2 separate regions of the Mus musculus genome follow, and region 2 is linked to region 1. The links are chromatin contacts, called in public HiCAR-type maps. All regions are on one chromosome and are shown on one strand. Each heading gives the region's core, a stretch centred on a gene start, on an enhancer-like site or on the middle of the called end of the contact. The rest is flanking DNA. Distances are from core to core; before and after follow the strand shown.

Region 1 (6,750 bases), core at 2,489-4,988:
GAAACTTCATATGCCATCCCTGAAAACCTGGCTAACGCAACATGGTGTGTATTGTTATGTGGACATAGCCTCTTAGTAAGGAAGAGAGACAGAAATGGTGGGAGCCACATAATCCTTTAAAAGCAGAGTTAAGACAGCTTTTGTAGGCAAAAAAAGATTCTGACTGTCTCCTCATATCAAGAAGAGGCCTTACCTTCCAGTTTTATGAGTCACGGACCCTCAGACATACAAACCTCACCAAGGACTTGCATCGCCAGGAGCAGAGATTTGGCTCAAGTGGAGCTTTGGGGCAGAAGTCTAGGCAAGGTCCTGGCACTGGAGTCTACTTCCAGGTAGGAGAGCCTGTAGGATGGCTTGCACTGCCCTGGGTGATGCACCCTTAGTCATTACCTGCATCTTTGCCCACATCCTGGTCCTTGCATGATGCACACTTAGGAGGGATGCCTCAGCAAAGCTAGGCCTTGACTTACAACTAGTTCAAGGTCATTAACAGTGAACCTGTTCCTTAGGTAAAAGGAAGCCTTCACCTGAACCTCTATCTTCTTAGGCTTGTAAGGTCTATACTGTGTCTTCCTTACAGATGGGGTTTCTGGGGCTAGAAACTAGATCAATGATGTAGCTGATATTCTTCTCAAATAGGAGCAGATTGGAAGGGTCCAGATTCTATGGTCAAGGAAAAGGGAGTCTGAGGTGTTGGGGCTTCCAATTTTGAGGTTTAAATCAGTAAAGTGAGCATGTGAGACTGAGGAAACAGGACAGAAGAAGGCCACCATGATGGGATGGGGCCGAACAGACGGCACACCCCTATCCTGGAGCCTAGGTCATTGATGGAGTCAATCAGCTGCCAGAGCGTTTTATTGCTCTGTTAGGCAGCAATGAGTACTTGCACAGGCTCTTCTAGAACTACTAGCTTTACAATGCAGACAGCTAAGAACATAGTTTTTTTTTTTTTTTTTTTTTTTTTTTTTTTTTTTTTTCCTCCAGGTCTAGCCTCTCAGCTCTGAGAGACTGGGAAGTGAGGAATGAATGACACCATGGTGCAAGCTATGGGCACAGGCTTTTAGGAACTGTGTCCAGGTTTCAGTGGCTCATAAATAGCAACTGGGGGACTAACACCAGCAGGGGACTTAGGGTGAATGCCTTTTAGAAAGCCACCCATGAGAATGGAGAGAATGTGGTATAGAGTCACACTCATTTTGGGAGCAGCCAAGACGTTAAAAGGAGAGATTGTTGCCTCCAACAGAGAGTTTCCTCTGAGCCCAGCTCTGGCTGAGACCAGCTAGTCATGTGTGAGAGAGGATGTGAACACTGCAGGTATGCACAGCACTGGTGTGTGCAGCATTAGCTAAGCTGCAGAGGAAAGCTGGCTGGCTTGGTCACCCAGCTCACTGGCAGGTGACAGGCATGCTGTTATTGTCTCAGTTCCTTTGGCTCAGTTTTTGCAGCCCCCACCCCTTAAATAAACACAATCCCAGTTTAACAGTCTTTCATAAACATTAAATCAATGACAATTTCTCTATTTGCTTAGATGCAGCAATGGGGCAGGGTTTTAGACGCACATGTACACACTTCTGCCTTCTGAGAAGAGAGCTAAGTTGCTTTGCCAAATTTAATCACTTTCTCCAAAGCAGCTGGGGTTTGTCTCTTTTTAGTGAGCCCCACCCGAACTCTCGAATGCCAGAAAAAGTTCATCTGGCCAGGCCCTGAACTGAGACAGACTAAAGGCAGAGTAGGTGGTAGGTAGCCTTCCTAGGTCACCCTGAGATAAGGAATTGACCTTCAACTTGGTTCTTACTAGAGATGAGAGTAACACAGAGATACTGCCTCAGCTGAAATGGAGCTCAAAGAGTAAAAAGTCAAGAGGCTGAGTTTCAATTTTAGAAAACTCCCAGAGTCCTCTGCTTTCCCCCACCCTGCAGCAGGGGGATGATCAGATGCCTAAGGAAGAAGGTACTCCAGCTGTCCTTCCATAGACTCCATAGGATGGGAGCTGGTGACCCAAGTTAGTCTTAGGCAGTGGATTGAGTGACACTCGAGAGTCTTACTGATGTTATCCAGAGACACCAAAAGTGGCCTAAACCATGTAAGACTAAGGGTTTCCTCTTCAGAAGGCACACACAGTAGATCAGCATGCTAATTTTTAAAAAGACTTATTTGTTATATGTAAGTACACTGTAACTGTAGCTGTCTTCAGACACCCCAGAAGAGGGCATCAGATCTCATTGCGGATGGTTGTGAGCCACCAGGTGGTTGCTGGGATTTGAACTCAGGAGAGCAGTCAGTGCTCTTAAACGCTGAGCCATCTCGCCAGCCCCGGAAGTGACTCTTCAAATGGACCCTTTGGAAGGAAACTGGTGTTGTTCTCAAAGTTCAGTGCTGTCCTGTGAGAGATTTGTGCTGTGGTGCACACCAGGGGCACCGAGCCTCAGGTCACAATCTTTTGTGTTGGATATTCCTTTTACTCCCTTTGGCGATTTCCTGTGTTGATCAGGTGACTGGCTATCAGCTGCCTTGTCCCCAATCCACGGAAGATTTGCAATTCTGAAAACAAATCTACATCTGTTTTATAGGTTTTCACTATGAAGATAGGAAGCCTGAAGCAGATACTCAGTAATTAATAAAGTCATGTCTTAACATCTCGCATGATTGATGCGAGTTGACCCCATTGGGCGGCTTCATTGACTTTTCATTTTAAGTGACCAATGAGTGATATATCATAGTGTAGTTTAAAGTTTCAAATATGTTTTCAGACAGAAATATTCCAAGAATGCAAGTCAGGTATATTTCTCAGATAAATAACAGCCCCAGCATTACGTACGGGGAAATTCTTCCTTCTCAGGTTTCCCTAGGTTGAGATTCAGGGGCCTGTCATTAATCATTCATTAGGGTCGGTCCTCCAGTCAATGGAAGTTGAAGAGAGCTGTTGGCTAACTCCTCCAGGCAACGGATCATGGGGTCAGAGAGGACAACTGGGCAGTCCTGGTGTTCAGACTCAATTCATCCTTGCCTGGAGTTCAAGTGTGTCTGGTGTGTGTGTGTGTGTGTGTGTGTGTGTGTGTGTGTGTGTATGTTCGAGGGCGTTCACCTGTTCCAACACAGACATGGGTTTTCCTGAAGAAAAAGCTGGACACGTCGTGCATCCACAGAGTTTCTTAGAGGGCAGCCTGAGACCTGGCATAACAATTCAGGGTGGCTCTCTAGTGGAGAAATAAACGCACACCTTAGTTCTTTAATAAATCAATAACAGCGAGAAACCAGTCTTCTCTCCCACCCTGGGCCACCCCAAAACCTTCCCAAGTTCTGCTGCCAATCAGTTTTTGGTTCCCTTCGGAAAGTGGTTCCCAGGCTCCAGATGGCAGGGGCCAGCAACCTGGAATGCGGGTGCTGGGTAAAGAGTGAGTTGGCTGGGACACATGTGACCACAGAGGACGGGAACCCATGCCCACGTTGCCGTCCGTCCGTGCCCCTTGCGTGGAGAGCAGCGCGCGCGGAGCCGATTCCGGAGCCGCTGGCTCGGGCAGGGGGTGGGGTGACTGGGTGGCTCTTGACAACCGCTGGGTTGCATGACCCGTGCACGGTCGCAGCCAGCGTCCCGGGGGCAGCTTCTGAGGGCGAGACACCTCCTCCCACTCCCGGGATCGCATCTCCCTCCTCCTTCACACCCCCGCCCCCGGGACCGCGGCGCTCCCTCCCCGTACCGGCCGTGAGTACACAAAGCGGCGGGTGAGGGGAAGCTTCGCAGGCGTGCACGGAGCAGTGAGATCACTGGCGTTATAAATATCCCGGTGCCAGCGCCGAGATCCGCTCGGGTGGCCTCTCTCTCTCCCCCTCTCCCTCTCCCTTCCCCGAGGCTATGTCCACCCTGTGCGGCGAGGGAGGCAGCGCCAGAGGCACGCAGCCGCGCGGGGGCTACGGAGCCCGGAGCCAGCCCTGCAAGATGCACTTAGGACCCCCGCGGCCGGAAGAATGAGCCTGTCCTTGCTCTTCCTCATCTTCTGCAGCCACCTGATCCACAGCGCTTGGGCTCACGGGGAGAAGCGTCTCACTCCCGAAGGGCAACCCGCGCCTCCTAGGAACCCGGGAGACTCCAGCGGCAGCCGGGGCAGAAGTAGCGCGACGTTTTCTTCGTCTTCTGCCTCCTCACCAGTCGCAGCTTCTCCGGGCAGCCAAGGAAGCGGCTCGGAACATAGCAGTTTCCAGTGGAGCCCTTCGGGGCGCCGGACCGGCAGCCTGTACTGCAGAGTGGGCATCGGTTTCCATCTGCAGATCTACCCGGATGGCAAAGTCAATGGCTCCCACGAAGCCAGTGTGTTAAGTAAGTTGCTCACTCTCCAACAAAACCTGTTCTGGGAGGGACGGTCAAGATTCCTTTGGGCCACAGGCACCTCTAGGAGCCCTAGCGTCTGGGACTCTGCTGGTTCTGGAAAGAGTCCGGTAGGGTTTCGTGGAGATGCGTCTACTCAGAGCGAGCAGACGCACCCTTCTGTCTTGGGTAGTAAGCATGGGTAAGCCCAGGTGAGGTTACCGAGGTGAGACAGGCAGCTCTTTTCCAGAATGCCCGGGCCGAAAAGACTAGCCACCCACTCTAGCTGGAGAAGAAAAAAAAATAATAATAATAATGAAAGAAGTAACAATCTTTCTCCTGGTACAATTTCTTTCTACTTATGAACTAGAACCGCATTTTTCTTTAAGCGTTAAGTATATCTCTATTCCCTGTACATAATTTACGTTTATGAAAAGAACCCATCTGAGTACTTCCATTCTCCAACTACAAATATCCTATATATCCCATATTATGTTTGTTTATTAATATCTCTATGTAACTCCGAATGCTTAGGTATCTTTCACACGAATACATACATATGTAGATACATACATGCGTACATAAGCGCGCGCGCACACCAACTACACAGGTCTACGTAGAATTTACGTGTACATGCGTTTTGGAAGGGCAAAGTTCTGCTTGCAAGAAAGCAACATGATCTGGAAAACCGGACAGACAGTATTATGACTAAGTCCGGTGCTGAGTTTAACAACATTTAGTAGGCTGAGACCCTGACAATGTTAACCTTTGGTTTCCAGGGACAGATGGAGTAAAGTTCTTAATTTTAAAAGAATTACAGATGAGGTTGGAAATGGTTGTAAATTGAGCATAACTTAAAAAAAAAAAACATCAACCACCCAACCTGAAATTTTTCTGAGTTCTCTCTTTCTCCTTTCCTCTTCGCTTCCACCCCCACCCGCGTTTTCTCCATTCCATCTGCTTTTCTGGACCACCACGTTAATCACTCGCACTCCCCTCGCTGCTCTAAGCTGCTGAGGTGAGCGGAGGTTTGGAGCTGTGTGCATGCATGGGACTGTAGTTGTCTCTGTAATCCTGCAAGCAGTTTTCTCACTAGGTTCAGGTCGGGTTTCCAGCAGGGCTCAGTCCTCCAGATAAAAGCCACAGCAGGGACCGCTCAGACTCCCATGGAGAGCGGAAATGGGGCCAGGAGATAGTGCTGCGCAGTCACCTGGCTCCTCTTGTCTTCCTGGTGGCTCTCGGGTGCACTTCACTAGACCAGCGTCCCCAGAAACTAGAACACTTTTGTTTACTCAGCTCCAAGAACCACGGGCTTTATTTGTTGGGCTGACAGTCGGCTGGGGCCTGTGGGGAGGGTTTGGAAATTCAAGCACAGGTGGGATGGCTGGCCGACCAGTCTCTTTCATTGAGTTAAGAGGATCAGGCTAGTGAGATCCGGTGGTAGCTTCCCGACAGGTGCTGTTCCAAGCCTGCCTGCCGGCTGCTTGCTTTGTCTTTGGAGAGCAACACTTCAGTCGGCTGAGGTGCAGAAGGAGAAGCAATGCACAACAGAGGGCCCTGGTCTCCCATCCCATTGAGTCTCAGGGCTTCCAATATAGTCCACATTGGACCCCTTCTCTTGACGTTCGAAAGAAACTTTGGTCTTTGTGTATGAAGGGAATAGTCCGTTCTGATAAGGGTGGATTTTCTGATGCTCCTCGGAGATGTTACTTCTGTTTCAATATTTCTGCTCATTCTCCTCATTTTGCAGGGTTCAGTTCTACCACAAGACAGCCTTTAGTCTTGACCTCAACAATTTTCTTAGCTCTTGTAGAAAAACTTTCTCTACTTTGTTGCTGTGAATGAGCACCAAGTATATATAACCCTTGCTTGCTCAGGAGAGACCCCAATAGCAGGTAGCTAGCAGTAGGTTGGGATCTCCTGTGCCTGGGGTAGCTTTGGAGTGCTAGGGAGCTCTGGTAGCAGAACATTAAAAAAGCCCATTGAAGCTAAATGTGGCTGCAGTACAGGCCTTGCTAGAAGGGGTTTTTTCAGAAACATAAATGAAGAAACTCGAGAGCAGATCAACAGATCATTTATCTAACGAAGAAACTAGCCAGCTACATATTATATCCAGGGGCTAATTTTAATTTAAAATCCTCATTGAAATTATTTAAAATCCTCATTGAAAGGTGGGCACAAACCAGAGGAGATGTATCCTAGACAGGGACTTATAAAACTTTGTAAGTAGCTTTTTCCTAACTCCCAACCTTGCAATTTTAAACAGCCATTCAGAGTTTAATTTGTATCTTTCAAAAGACTGGCATGTATGCATGCATTCATTCGTTCATTCATTCATGTACCCAATGTAGGATGTCTGCCTCAGAATGCGTGTTTTGGTTACTTATGTGCCATGTTTTCTTTTCCTTTTTTTACATTTTCTCTGGCTTTGCCTTCCACAGACAGGT
Region 2 (6,750 bases), core at 2,751-5,250, 1.7 Mb after region 1:
AGTCCCACACACTGGAATGAGAAAGGAGTCAGAAAGAAAAGACACCAGCTAGTTTTATGTCAACTTGACACAAGCTAGAGTCATTTGGAAAGGAGAACCTCAACTGAGAAAATGTCCACCCCAGCCTGGCTTGTGGTCCTGCCTGTGCTGCATTCTCCTAACAGACTATGGATATCAGAGGGCCCAGATCACTGTTGATAGTGAGACCCCCAACTGGTAGTCCTGGGTGCTCTAAGAAGGCAGAGTGTGATGGACCAGCCTGACTCCATCGTGAGATTAGAAGTCACCATATTACAAGGTCAACATACGTCCATTCCTGTTTTCTGTAAAACTTAAGTCTGACCATGTCTTGAGCCATCTTCTGAAATTCGACAGTCTTCACACCCCTATATTCTGGCCATACCTGACCTTCACCCTGATGATAAGCTATTCTGACAAATAATTTTGAGATGTTATGCCAAGTTCCTGCATAATTGAAAACCCTTGGAATGGCCCTGCCTAGTCTTGCAGGTTTTGAGCTATATAAGCCTCACTTTCTCCTGTTTTCTCCTATTCTCTAAACCCCACTGTAGGCAGATAGCCCTTTCTGGAAGAAAATAAAGCTTGCTTAATTTGACTAAAACATTTGGGTCCGTGGTCTCTACTCTCATTTTGTGGGATTAGCAGGTGAACAAGCCATAAGGACAAGCCACTCTGCAGCATTCTTCCATGGCCTCTGCATCAGTTCTATCTCCCAGGTTCCAGCCTTGAGTGCCTGCTGTGACCTCCCTGAATGACAGATTACAAGCTGTAAGGCAAAATAAGCCATCTCTTCCCCTAAGTTACTTTGGTCATGGTATCTCATTACAGCAAAAGAAACCCTAAGATAGAAAGTCTAACCCAAAGGAAGGGCACATAAAACTATATGGAAGCCTACATTCTCACAACCCAATTTTTTAAAATTGGAGGGATGGCAGGATACATAGAAAATTTTAAAGTAGGGAGGGATGCTAGTGTTTAAAGGCGTTGGCAGGGGTGAGATGGGATAGGACAGGAGAGTGTTACCATTAACTGTCGACATGGCGTGGCCTAGAATCTCCTGAGAAGGAGTTTCAAGTGAGTCTTCATCAGGTTGGTCTGTGGGAATGTCTATAAGGAGTTTTATTAATTGATAACTGATGTAGGAGGCCCAGCCCACTGTGGTTTATTTCCTGGGCAGATGGTCCTGGAATCTATAAGAAAGTTAGCTGACAAAGACACCATGCACTTCAGGAACGACACCCAGGGACCCCTGAGCTGGAGCTGACCTGAATTTTCAGTCCTTGAGGACTGCTCTCATGGTGCCAGATGGTGTCATGCAAGCTTCCAAAGGGAGGAAGCAGCCAGCAGTCCCTCCCTCCAGCTATGATGCCTAGGAAGCACATGTATGACCTGCATGATGGGATAATGCTAAGGGTGCAGGGGTGGATGCTTAGCTTGGCAATAACCAAGAGCTGTCTAATTAGACTTAAGACCCACTCAACAGGAGACAGAGCCTGCCTGGGCCTGAAATCTTAGCTAACTGCTCAGTGCTAGTGAGGTCGTGGTTATTAGCAGAGAATCTACAACCTCTGGTTTACTAGACCATCAGAATACCTAACAACATTCTATAAACATTGCCTCAATACCCATAAATAAGTGTAGTATAGTCCCCACCCCTCATCAAGGAACTGTCACTTTGTAACAAAGAGATCACTACAGAAAACCACAATTAATCAAGTTGTGGAGTCCAGCCCCAATGGATACCTTCTGTAAAACACTCTCACGGAACCTAAGGCTAAGGGGATATTGTGGAAGAAGAAGGATTTTAAGATCCAGAAGATGAGGGAGTTTGCTGTGAGATGGTGTCTCCTAGTAACTTCAAAGACTGCACCCAGAAAGTCTCACCCACGTGACTGGACAAAGACGAGCTGAGCAAGGACGACACCAATGGGCATGCCAACGTGGGTCGGGAAAAGCCCGTGAGCCCTCATCCTTACATGAAGAACTCAGGACAACCGAGGGAGGCTGGGAACAGTAGCAGGGAAGGACACACCCACTGACTGTCCAACGCCCAACAGCCATCTCTGAAAGCATACATACAAGGAACACTATATAGAGTGAGCAGGTTATATTTAGGAATATATATATGTACATGCATGCAATGTATGCATGCAATAACAATTAGTGAAATAAGCCATGGATTTGGAGGAGAGGGGCATATGGGAGGGTTTGGAAGAGGGAAGGGGAGAAAAGAGAAGGGAGAAACGCTATGCTATAATTATTATAATCTCAAAATACTAGAAAAAGGAAGCAAACAAGCTGAGCTGTAACCTCACAGCAAGGCCCTGTTGCTGAAGGAACATTTACGTATGTTATTAAACATGGAAAAACCAGACTGATGCCCACATACAAGATCTGCCCCACTGACTAGCACTCATAGTGCTGGGAAGTAATTCGCACACTACTGGAGGGGAAAAGTAATAGCTGATTTCACAAAGCTACAAACCATAAAACCTACAACAGAGTCCAGAACCTGCAAGATGTACTGATGTAGCACAAATGATATGGTAGTGACCAACTTTTAGATTTATTTTATGCGCATGGGTAGTGTGTGTGTGTGTGTGTGTGTGTGTGTGTGTGCATGTAATCTATGTGTCTTGTGCCACAAAGGTCAGAAGAGAACGTCATATCCCCTGGATCAGATGATATGAACCACCATGTGGATACTGAGAATTTAACCGAGGTCCTATGCAAGAGCAACACATGCTCTTAACCACTGAGCCAATGCTACAACTCCAAAGATATATTCATTTGATGAGTATTTTGGCTGCATGTATGTCTGTGTACCACATGATGCCTGGAACCCACAGAAGTCAGATGTTAGATACCTTGAAACTGGAGTTATGCATGGTTGTAAGCAGCTATGTACGTGCTAGGAACTGAACCCTGGTCATCTGCAAGATCAGCCAATGCTCTTACCAATGAACCATCTCTCCAGCCCTCCAACTACTTTTTGATTAGATTTAAGTCCCGCTTCATGAAATGGAACTCATATATGACACTAAAAGTGGCCAAGAACCTGGGTTTGGATAGGTCATGGGCCTAGGGGAAACATACTACCATAAAATGACCTCTAAGGACAAATTGTTATGCCCACCGAGCAGAGCGCTGCTCAACCTCGTCAGAGAAGCTTTTTCTTACAGTAGATGATAATTAACACAGAGAACCCCAACTGGGCAGTCAGAGAGTGAGACTTTGGAGCCCTTACGCCCCTAATGGGGTCCTTTCAATGCTGTGAACATTTTTGTCACCGCAAACTGTAACCAGCATTTGTTCAGCGTATGCTGCTCTGTGAGTAGTTACAGAACAACTCAGAGATGGTCTTCATGCTCACAAAACCAAATGCAGGCTGTGCACAAGAGGTTCCTCCAATGCTTGCTTAAATTTAAGTGTGCTGCATGCGTGCATGGTGTGTGTGTGTGTGTGTGTGTGTGTGTGTGTGTGTGTGTGTGTGATGTGCGTGCACATGTAGATGTGTCTTCCAAGGTTGCGCTCCACATTTTTTGAAACCAAGACTCACCAGACCTAAAGCTTATCAATTCAGGTAGGCCAATGAGCTACTAGGATACACCTGTCTCCACCACCACTCCACTTCTCAAAGGGGATTACATGCTCCAACCACCATGCCTTTTTTACTTCTTTTTTTTTTTTTTTTTTTTTTTTTTAGCGTGAGTTCTGGGGATTCGAACTCAGACCTCCGGGGTCTTTGCCTACTACCCCCAGCTTCGCAGCCCTAGATTGTGACTGATTCACACGTAGATGAGGCCTGGGCAGTTAAACAGCTCTTAAATGGTTTTCCAGACTACCCGGAGCACAGAGAGACCTCAGGAATCCCAAGCATGTGCGAGGACCTCGCCTAGCAAACTCACAGGCTCTGCGGGACCCACAGATGGCCCCGCCTCCTCCCCTGCCAATCAACCGTCCCTCGCGCCTGCGCGGAGCGGCGGTCCAACTGTAGCGGGCGGTTAGAAGGCGGTCCGCTTCTCTCACTGGCCTGCTGGTTATGACGATCACCTACAGCTGCGTTGCTAATGGCCGAGCGGTCCTGGCGGAGCTGGCCTTGACCGGCGGCGCCTATCAGGTACCTGAGGCTCACGCCTCGGCGTCTGAGGGTTCGGTTCCTCGAGGCTGGCGCACGCCTGGCCTCCCCTCAGGGCGCGGGGCGACCTGGAAGGACTCAGGGACCGGGAGTCCCCGCCCCCTCCAGAAGCGCTGCCTCCGAGGCGGGAGTGGGACTGCGCCTGCGCCACCCAGGGGTTGGGGCTCGTACTGCCCGCGGCCGTCTGGCGGAGATTTATAGCCATCTCCAAGTTGATAGCCCCATTACAAGGAAATGACCTGCAGTTGAACACACTTAGTGAACGTGTAAGGGTCTCAAGACTACTTCAGTTGCAGGCAGTGAGGGCCACCTGACAGCGCAGTTTGGACTCTCAGCGCCCAGGGTGGGAGGGCCATGAATTTGATGTCAGCGTGGGCTATATAGACCCAGTCTTTAAAAAGTGAGAACACAAGATGTATCACAACGTTAGAGCGCTTGCCCAGAATGTGTGAGGCCCTGAGTTCAGTTCCCCAACACACACACACACCTAGAAATTGTCAGATGCCATCTAATATTCTATCTGAACCTTAGATCAGTTGTCCCAGGGGGTAGAAAAGGTTTCGCTGAAGATAGGCTGTAATGTACTCCTGTACAGAGGAACTACTCCTAGTTTAGCACAGTCTTGCGCGCCCTCGACTGGCCAGGAAGAACAACGCTGCAACAGGATCCTTCTGCACACGTTTATTGGGAGAGCTTGATTGTAGAGGCGAAAAGACTTTTTGCCCAGAGCTGGTGCTGCTTTTATAGGCCTAGGAGAGGCGTGTCTCATACCCTGATTGGTTATGCACTAAGCCTCATTTGCATGTTCCTCATCTGATTGGCTACTCTCTCTCAGTACCTCACTGAGCCTCATTATCATCTCATTTGCATGTCTCACATCCGATTGGTTATACTCTCAGTACCTTACAGAACCTCATTATCATGCCTGGGCCAGGCAGTGTTTTTGCAAAAAACTTTACTGCATATGTACACATTGGTTGTTTGTCCAATCTTATGCATGGTGGCCAGCAGTAGTCAGTGCCACTCAGCAACGGCACATGTGGCTTCCCACATCTCCCCCTGTTTGTTTTAATAAAATGAGACTGGACTAGGCCTGTGCAATTATGCCCATCCGCCGTGGCTCCTGTTTTAGGTCATTCCTCTAATGTCACAGCCTTACCCGTCATAGGGTAACCCTATCGCCACCGGGCCCCATGTCTTAGGTTGGACTGTGCACGAGGAAAGTTGCCCGTCTCTGGATACCGCAGTGCTGTGTGACAATAACTGCTAAATGACCTAGGGCGAACTCTGCAAAAGAGGCCAGCCAAAAATTGAATTAGTGGGGAAATCATGATCACCCTATTGATGAGCAAGGGCTGATCAATGATCGTTGAGTCTCTCTCATCTAATCTCATGCTGACTAATTCTTGAGCATAGATAACCAAATTTCAGGGGAGGAGCCGTTTTCAATAGCTAAAAGTGCCTGAGTTACAATCACCTTGTCACGTTTTTGTTGGGTTCTGAATTTGCATACCAACCAGAGCATGAACGCCAGTCCACAGCATATGGCAGCACCAAACAAAATCACTCCCACCCATTCCTTAAAGTAAGAAAAAGCAGAGGTAAACCAAGAGGTAAAGTCTCCGAGGGTCACTGGTTCCACTCTGGTCCCATTAAGGTTCAGGATCTGCATCTGCAGTCTCGCCTGCAACCTCTCCAGCTCCTGCGACCAGTTCCCCTTCAGGTAATTCGATAGGTCTGTACTTTTAATAAAAGAATTATTAATATACTTATTGGGAGTAATGCACACATGCGATGTGGATGCCACACAACTCATTTGTATGACATCCATCATCCGTTCCATATTATGTTGTAAAATATCCACTCTCTGATTCACTAGCATTAACCCTGAGGCGATATGAGAATCCACCTTTTGCAGGGTAAGCAATGCTTCAGAGGATTTTTCTGCTATCTGACTTATGGTGTCAGCAGTATTAACTTGATGGGCCATAGCAGTTCCTGCGGTAACTGCTGATGCCGCGGACATCACAATGGCTGTAATAATGGCAGCTGTGATTCCAAAACCTCTCTTTTGCCGAATAAGACTCGTTATTGGGAACTTCTCTGGATCTGCCTCAACAGGCACAGGGACAAAGATTGGTAGATGAACCACTAAGGCTAAGAATTTGGTTCCATTCCAGCATTGCGTCAAAAAACAAGTGACATTTGTACAATCTAACCATTCTGTATTATTTTGAAATTCCGCCAATATAAAGAAAAATGGAGGATTGACACAAACTTCTACTGGAGAAGTAGTCATATTTCTGATAATTCTATTAGTTGTCACATTATCTAAATGAGTAGAGGTATTGGAAAGAGTGGCAGAAACATTCAATATCTCATGAAAGGTTCCAGTCAGCAATGCAAAGGCTGACAGACTGGTACTAGCACCTGCCTCATTGCTTAAAATCCATTGGTAATATGGCCAAATATTCTTTCCCTGTAGCATCTCCTTTATCGTTCATTATAGCAAAATCTAGTGGGGGTGACAAAACGAAACCCTTTGCTATTTCTTTCCGAGGGAAAATTTTTGATTGACAAGGTGAAAAAAC

The links. HiCAR-type assays count read pairs that join an accessible place to other places.
Region 2: a HiCAR-type map of astrocytes shows a contact between it and region 1, with 4 times the contacts expected there. The contact joins the promoter of Vamp9 here to the promoter of Fgf5 in region 1. A contact is called at or near these places in 1 of 39 promoter capture datasets (hippocampal neurons) and 2 of 115 datasets of contacts at active chromatin or transcription factors (astrocytes and stem cell-derived neural progenitor cells).

Annotation. Positions count from the first base shown.
Region 1 is chr5:98,250,446-98,257,195 of GRCm38.p6, forward strand. Fgf5 (fibroblast growth factor 5) reads left to right here and starts at 3,739. Exons shown (of 3, transcript NM_010203.5): 1 at 3,739-4,315. The coding sequence starts at 3,967.
Region 2 is chr5:99,902,265-99,909,014 of GRCm38.p6, forward strand. It overlaps Vamp9 (vesicle-associated membrane protein 9), which reads left to right and starts at 4,001. Exons shown (of 6, transcript NM_001378420.1): 1 at 4,001-4,141. The coding sequence starts at 4,064.